Linked DNA regions of Mus musculus: region 1 is linked to region 2. Evidence: chromatin contacts called from public HiChIP or PLAC-seq data. All regions are on one chromosome and are shown on one strand. Each heading gives the region's core, a stretch centred on a gene start, on an enhancer-like site or on the middle of the called end of the contact. The rest is flanking DNA. Distances are from core to core; before and after follow the strand shown.

Evidence for each region. HiChIP or PLAC-seq counts read pairs in DNA pulled down with a chosen protein or histone mark.
Region 1: a contact with region 2 is called in an H3K4me3 HiChIP or PLAC-seq map of bone marrow-derived macrophages, with 3 times the contacts expected there. The contact joins two enhancer-like sites. A contact is called at or near these places in 1 of 15 datasets of contacts at CTCF or cohesin (the NIH/3T3 cell line), 2 of 484 Hi-C or Micro-C datasets (bone marrow-derived macrophages and embryonic stem cells), 22 of 115 datasets of contacts at active chromatin or transcription factors (bone marrow-derived macrophages, craniofacial prominence, effector CD8 T cells and 14 more) and 3 of 9 other capture datasets (adipose tissue, embryonic stem cells and liver).

Annotation. Positions count from the first base shown.
Region 1 is chr11:20,710,255-20,714,261 of GRCm38.p6, forward strand. It overlaps Aftph (aftiphilin), which reads right to left. Exons shown (of 10, transcript NM_001290545.1): 3 at 1,910-2,061. Among named protein-coding and RNA genes, the nearest start is that of Gm46272, 28 kb to the right of the region's middle. Within about 2 kb of position 2,122, at least 21 of the 459 cell types and tissues checked have an H3K27ac peak or open chromatin away from gene starts, as enhancers often do. A contact at or near this core is called in bone marrow-derived macrophages, where this site is marked.
Region 2 is chr11:20,444,824-20,448,796 of GRCm38.p6, forward strand. It overlaps the pseudogene Gm12034. Among named protein-coding and RNA genes, the nearest start is that of Gm39606, 6.3 kb to the right of the region's middle. Within about 2 kb of position 1,273, at least 35 of the 459 cell types and tissues checked have an H3K27ac peak or open chromatin away from gene starts, as enhancers often do. A contact at or near this core is called in bone marrow-derived macrophages, where this site is marked.

The DNA of each region.
Region 1 (4,007 bases), core at 872-3,371, 270 kb after region 2:
TATTGGCTGAGTTCTGCCTTGCAAATCCCTGGGTTCCATCCCCAGCACTTAGTAACTTGGCATGGTGGTGCAGGTCACGATCCCAGGACTAGGGAGAAGGAGGATCAGAAGTTCAAACTCAGCCTTGGCTACACAGTAAGTTCCATGTTAGCCTGTTATACATGAGACATTATTTCAAAAAATTAACATTTAAAAGAAAAAAATCACTCGGCATCCACCATTTTAATTTACTAGAGTTACTCAATATTTGGGTGTTTATTATTTTTGTGGTGTGAAACAGGTCTCACTATGTAGCTCAGGTGGGCTACAACCTACAGCTCTCAATAAGATATCTTTTACCATTTGGTTAAATATTATTAGGCTGGCAGTGACCATCTTTTAGTATTTTATTGTGTATATGATTGTATGGCATATTATTTCCTTAGGCTAAATCTCTTGGAAAGGAATTTGTACACCTTGTTCCCTCACCCCTCCCCATCCCCTTTTCCTTAGAAATCCCTAGACAAGAAGAAAAAGAACAAAACCCAATCTCAATCTTGAATGGAATCAAGACAAGTGGACACCTGTACAAGAAATGCTGCACCATAAGGAGAAACTAGCAAGTTACATGTGACTTAGTTAATGGAAGAGAGGAGACACTGGAGAAGGAAAGGATACTTCCAGAGGCAAGAATGAGAAATTATAAAAAGACTGGCCAGAAATGGAATGACTTCAAAATCAAATAATTTGCAGGAACCTAGGAAAGGGACAGAGGCCTAGGCGAGACAGCAGTTGTAAAGGCAAAACAATAAAGAAGGGTTTGCTTCTGAGGAACAAGCTACCAGTGGAATGCATGGAAAGACTCACATCTAGGCAGTTCACTGTAAAACTTCAGATCAGTAACAACAGCGTATACATCTGTATTAACAGAACATAGTAAACGCGCCATGTGCCTGGGAAGCCCTGAGGCGACAGTTATAGAGAGGCCTGGGCTGAGCCACTCTGAAACTTCGAGGGTGAGGAGGGATGACAGCCTGCTAAGTAAAATCTCGTCAAGTAAAACTGTGTAAATAGCTCTTAGGGGCAGAGAAAGATGTAGAAAATAAGACAGAGACTACGTGAAGTGCTCGGGAGCAGAAGGGTGTCAGGTTTCAGACTGGTTTAGAGTCTGGAATATCTATATAGACTTTATCAGTTGGGCATCTGAAATGCTCCAAAATTATAAACTTTTTAAATATAATGTCAATGTTCAAAAATGTGTAGATTAAAAAAGTCAACCCCTTCCTTTTTCAGTGGCGGAAATTAAACCTGGGGCCTTGCACAAGCATATCAGCAGGTAATCTACAACTGCTCTACACCTCTACACAGCTCCCACAAGTGTTACATGTCATAGCACTCCAAAGAATGGATTTCCAAATTAGGGATGCTCATCTTGCATAAGGTTTAGGAAGACACTGTATAAAAGAAAACAAGTGTGCATTTAGCATTTATACAGTTAAAAGGAAAATACAAGATTTAAACATTTTATCAGAAGGTGAGATATGTGTATATGGAGCTGGTGAGAAAAGCAGGTCTACACTGTCAGTTAAGCCAAGTGTGTGACACACGTGTAATCTCAGCACTTGGGGGCTCTTGAGTTTGAGTGCAGCCTGGGTTATATAGTCAGATAGTCAGCACAGTCTGAATACACCCCAAATTGTTTATCACACTAGGTAGTGCAGAGGTGACATAACAGGCTGATTCAAATGTTGATTTAAAGACATCAAAAGAAACATCTCAGAAGTAGAGAAACAGCGATTTCCCCCTTAAGTCTTTTTACACGATTAGGTCAATAATTATAGTATTTTAAAACAATGCTGTTCAGATAGCTTTACAAATTATAACAACTAAAACTAACAGTCACAGTTCTCTAAGAACAGTTTCTACTTACCCACGGTCAGCTAAGGCCTCTCTTGTTTTTGCTGGCGAGCTGTGTGTCTCCAGCAAGTGCTTCAGGGAAGAAACCTCCTCTTCCACATCAGGGACAAACACAGACGGAAAACAGGCTTCGAAAATTCTCTCCAACCGGTTGAGTAAAGCTGTCTGAATCAACCCCCAAAAAGTTCACTTTCATTTCTTCAGTTTTAATGATGACTCAGTTTTAATGATCTCACCCCCCCGCCCCCCCCCACCACACAGAAGGAAATCACTACTCAAGTACAGAAAATAGTGTCAACAACTCCACTAATTGATTAAGTAATCATGTTGTTGCTGCAGCAGGTGGCAAGGCCCCACTGGCGCTTTCTATGTCGTGTCTTAGTCTGTCACACAGTTCTACAGAGGAAAAGCCATTACTCTGTCGTCTAGTAAAGACAGTAACTTCCAAGTCTAAAAAATCTTCCAAAAGCCAAACAAACCAATACCCCCCCAAAACAAACAAAAAACCCCCAAAAATAAAAACAGAGCCCAACAATAAAAACCCCAGGCACCATTTATCTTCTCCATTACCCACAGCACAGCGAGCACTGAACGGTGCATGTAGGCTACCATGGCTAATAAGAATTACTTTTCTTGACATAAACCCTTAATTATGAAAGCCTTTTTGAAATTCCACTGCTGCAACAAATGAAGAACACAGTAAGAAAGAGGGTCTCAATTACAAAAAAACCCAAAAAACCAAAAAACCAATTGGGGGACTGAAGTCATTAAGAGCACTTGCTGCTCTTCCAGAGGCCGGGGTTCAGTCCCCACAAGTCCAGCTCTGGGCTTCTTGGGCACCTGTACTGACACGCACACACCTTACATTTTTACATGTATTTATCCCCTGTGTAGTAATGGTGGGTATGCTGTGGTGGGAAGCTGGAGGTGAGAGGCCGACTGTTGGGAGATGGGTCCCAGGAATTAACCTGAGCTCTTCTGGCTTGGCAGCAAGCACTTCTACCCACAAAGCCATCCTGCTGGCCTGAGCATCTCAATTTTTACTAATAAGAAATTCACCAGCTCTTCATCATTTTGACGTTCTATATTATCTTTAATAAATAAATCTCATTTCTCTACTTACCTTGAGGTAAAACCTACATATTTACTAGAGTATTTTTCACCATAAAATAAACAGATGAATTTACTTGGCATTTTGAGTATTTTTTATTATTAATTCAAACTTCTTGGATTTCAAATAATGATTTTTGGGGGGATATCACTGTATTTATTAAATATGTGCAACCTTACTCCCATTGTCCTAATTGTTTTCATATACATGTAAGATATTTTAAAACTGAGTACAATTTATTGTTTAAACATTAAGTAGAAATACAAACTGTTATAAATTAAAGCCTATTGGAAGAATAAATGTACTACTAAAATTGATAACAGAAAAATACCACAATATTTATTCCTCGTAATTGACACAAACAAGCTAACAGTTGATTTCTCCTCTGAAGTAGTCAGTAAGTGAAAGAAGAAACACAAAGGCATAATTTCCATAATCACATTTTCCAAACCCAAATTTCCCTTTTGGAAGCTGCACTAGAGCAAGCCATCATCACATTATAATTAGTCTCAAGGTACTCCTTTGCTATCTCTGCCAAAGTTCTCTGACACCCTCATTATATTCACGGGAGATGAGAAAAAGTCTCACTTTCAATTATGAGCCCTAAAGCAAAGGGTAGGTAGACTTCGGATCCCCAGGCTCTTGAAACTTGAGTGTGTCAAGGGGACCCAGCACTGACTGACTTCAAGGGGAAGGAAGGGACAGCCATGACTTTGAAGGAGATCAGATAACTATCTAATTGGAAACCTGATGAGCACTGCCCTCCTGGGCAAGGAAGGTAAATAAAAACTCACCTAGGACCACATTTTATTTACCTGAAAAGTAAATCTTTACTGTTACCATCTTTATTATCTTCTTAAAGTGAAGGGAGAAAAAACTCAACCTGTTACCAGAAGAAAACAGGAATCCTAAATACAACTGGCTAAGCAGTACTATACATAACACAGGTTTTAGGCATACTAGTGTTACCATGAACAAGTGCTCAAATGACTGCAGTGTA
Region 2 (3,973 bases), core at 23-2,522:
CTTGCTCAGTTCGAAGGGCACCCTGAAACACAGAAGTCCAGGAACCACCCCGCTCTGAGGGGAGGCCTCCTCAGCAGAGGCCTCGCAGTCCGGGGAGGGTATCCCCAGCTGAGCTGAGGAGCCCGGAGTCAGGAGCCTCAGCCCCGCTCCACCTCTTCAGTTCCTCCCATCTTTGTTGCTTCTTGGACTCTTCTGATGAGAGAGTCCCATCAGGCAGCAAATCTCATATTAAAAAAAAAAAAAAAAAAGATTTCTTACAGGGTCCAGGGCATGGAGGGATGAGTCCAGCAGGGAATTGAACAAAGGGCAGGGCTTTCCTAATGGAAGGGCGGGGGGGGGGGGGGGGGGGAGGCACCGTTTTCGCCACAGGATTTCTTAGGGGGCGGGGCTTTTCAGGGCAGAGATTTCCAGATCGAGAACTGGTTGGATTTCAAGTGCTGAGCTTTGGGATTGGTGGGTTTTGTGGAAAGCTCAGGGATCCGCGGTTTTCTTTTGACCCCCTTTTCCCTGTATCAGGCTCATGGGTGGGGATGGGAAGTCCTTCCCGGCCACAGGCCGATTTGGCTGAGGTGCTATCACTGCTAACCTCCTTGGGGAGGCTGCAGAGAAGGTGTTGCCACTGTAGACAGCTCCAGAGGTGGTATTTCACAAAGGCTGTAGGCTGAGGAGATACACTGCTTTGATAGGTGCCACCATTATGACAGATGCTGTCGTTTTGACAGCTGTGGTGGTATCTTATGGTGGCCTCAGGCTGGAGCCGCTGCTTTAACAGCTCTCCTGCTGCTCGGGGGTTACAGGGATCTCAAAATATATCGCTTTCTCTTTCCCCTGTTTTCTCCTCCCCATCTTTCCCTTTCCCTGCTCTGGTGACTGAACCCAGGGCTTTCAGCACACTAGGCAAACCCTCTGTCTCACTGTCACATGCCCTAGTCAAAGGCAAGACTCCTAACCCAGCTAAAGGGCAGGTTCAGAGCCAGGAACGATCGGTAATTAACTACGAAGAGATAAATATGCAGAAAAATATTATCATTCACCCTCACCTAGAAGAGGCCATCGGGCTGGGTGCGATCAACATCCAGCTACTTGAGGGGAAAAAGACTAGGGGCATGTGACAGTGAGACAGAGGATTTGCCTAGTGTGCTGAAAGCCCTGGACTTTCACCAGCGCGGGGAAAGAGGGAAAGATGGGGAGGAGAAAACAGGGGAAAGAGAGAGCGATATATTTTGAGATCCCATGTATGGGGGCTACCTGCCACCAGGGGGCAGATGAGGGCTGGTCCTGGAGATCGGCCACTGGAAGAGGGAGAGGAGATGTCTGTACCTCCTCTCCCCTCAGTGTGTGCTGGAAGATAGCAGTTACAGGCATCTCTTACCTCGTGTGCAGGCCTGCCCTGTCAAGAACTTCAAAACCAGAGGTCCTCAGAGGGCAGGCGCTGTGGTCTGGACGCTGGCTTTTCCAGCTGTGGAAGCTAGCTCATTCTCACAGGTGAGTGAGTTCCTCGCCAGTAGAGATCAGAGGAAATGAGACAACGTTGCTCAGGAACCCTTTATACCAGTGTTCTCAGCCTTCCTAAGACTGTGGCCCTTTCCGCGTTCGCACCAAGACCGTGAAGAAGGCTGCCCGGATCATCATCGAGAAGTACTACACGCGTCTGGGTAATGACTTCCACACCAACAAGCGCGTGTGCGAGGAGATCGCCATTATCCCCAGCAAGAAGCTTCGGAACGAGATAGCCGGATACGTCACGCATCTGATGAAGCGGATTCAGAGAGGTCCTGTGAGAGGCATCTCTATTAAGTTGCAGGAAGGAGAGAGAGAGAGGAGAGATAATTACGTTCCTGAGGTCTCAGCCCTAGATCAGGAGATCATTGAGGTGGATCCCGACACCAAGGAGATGCTGAAGCTTCTGGACTTTGGCAGTCTCTCTAACCTTCAGGTCACTCAGCCTACAGTTGGCATGAATTTCAAAACACGTGGAGCTGTTTAATCTGTTATGCCATATTTTCAATAAACCTGAAAACAAGAAAAAAAAAAAGACTGTGGCCCTTTAATACAGTTCCTCACGTTGTGGTGACCCCAACCATAAAATTGTTTTTATTGCTACTTCATAACTGTAATTTTTCTACTGTTATGAATCATAATGTAAATATCTGTGTCTTAGGCAGTTCCTATGAAAGTTTGACCCCCAGGGGGTCACGACCCATGGTTAAGAACCACTATCTTATACTCAAACATCACCCAGAAGAACCTCCAAGAGGATTTTTCTGTCTATGTGGGTTGTACCTCTGAACATTTACCAATTTAGGAGTGAAAACTAAGAATCTAGAAGATGGTTACTTCTTATAATAATAAAACCACTACACGTGGGTTTATTTAGAAAAATATAGTTTGTGAAACAAAAAAAAATGTTAAGTATGGTACTATTTTACATTTCTGCCATTTATTTGTTTGTTTGTTTGTTTTTACTGTTTAGCTCAATGAAAGACAGATGGAGTCTCCTGTTTGCTTCTGCATTTGTGTCTGCTGTAATATCGACTGCATTTCCCAAAGCACTTAGCTTTCTTCCCATAAGGGGAACACAAGAGTGGAGAGAGTAAGTGCATCTTTTTATGAAATAGTTTTGACCTCACACACCTTTGCCCCTTTTTCTATTAAGTGGATTGTAAAGGGCACCCAGTATTATTTCTGGATAAGAACTGAAATGCTGTTTTATATGGGAAAGGGGTACAATTAGTGGAGACTTAGGACCAAGGGCTGAGAGCCAGCCTGCCCTGAAGTTTAACCACCATGAGAAATGTAGCCTACATAGCCGGGGTGCTAGATAGCAGGGTAGGGAGTAGACTCGGGGGTGCAGGTCAAGGACGGGTCCTTGTACACTGTGAGTGCGGGAATACTTTCAGAGTCTTGAGCAGCAGCTGCTGCACATGAGGAGAATAAGTCCTTTGGGCAAGTTTTGTTTGTATGTATGATCCAGCTAATTTGCTGTGTTCATTTTAGTTTGTCACTCTAAACCAAACACCATGAAGGAGAAAGCATTTATTTTGGCTCACAGTTTCAGAGGGTTCAGTCCATAGTCCTTGGCTTTGCTGATTCTAGCTTGTCATAAGACAGAACATCATGGTGACAGGAGGAGGAAGAGGAAAACACAGTTGGGGAAGGAGAAGAACAGAAGAGACCCTGAACCAGAGTAAGCCAACAGAAAGAATGCAATCTTCCTGTGACATCTTCTTCTACTGAGGCCCCACCTCCTAAAATTTCTATCACTTCACACGACAGCACCACCAACTAAAAACCACGCATTCAACGCATGAGCCTATAGGGAGTGTTTCAGGTGCAGTTCATAGTGGAACCCACTTGGGTTCTCATCAATCAAAAGTATTCTGAAATAGTGTCCCCCACCCGTCATCTCCCCATCCCAAGGTCCACTCAGTCTCTCTGTGCTGAACACACAGGTCAGCATTAAAAGGAAGTGTGTGCCAAGCATGGTGGTGCCGAGGGAGGACAAGAGGGCCCACCTTGGGCTGGATCAAGACAGAATTGCAAAGGGAGGAAAAAGATCACAGCTTAGAAACTTTCCTTTTGGGGGCTGGTGGGATGGCTCAGTGGTTAAGAGCACCCGACTGCTCCTCCGAAGGTCCGGAGTTCAAATCCCAGCAACCACATGGTGGCTCACAACCATCCGTAACGAGATCTGACTCCCTCTTCTGGAGTGTCTGAAGACAGCTACAGTGTACTTACATATAATAAATAAATAATTTTTTTTTAAAGTAAAAAAAAAAAAAAAAAAAAAAAGAAACTTTCCTTCTATCTCCCTGCCAGAGAACCAGTGCCAAGTGATCATATAATTATTTGAGCAAATTTCTAGTAATATGGATTCCTGGGCCACCTTGGATCAATCAGGGGCCAGAACATGGCTTTTAAAGCAGTCAGCCACTGGGGCACTTATAGTCATGAACACACACACCCCAACACA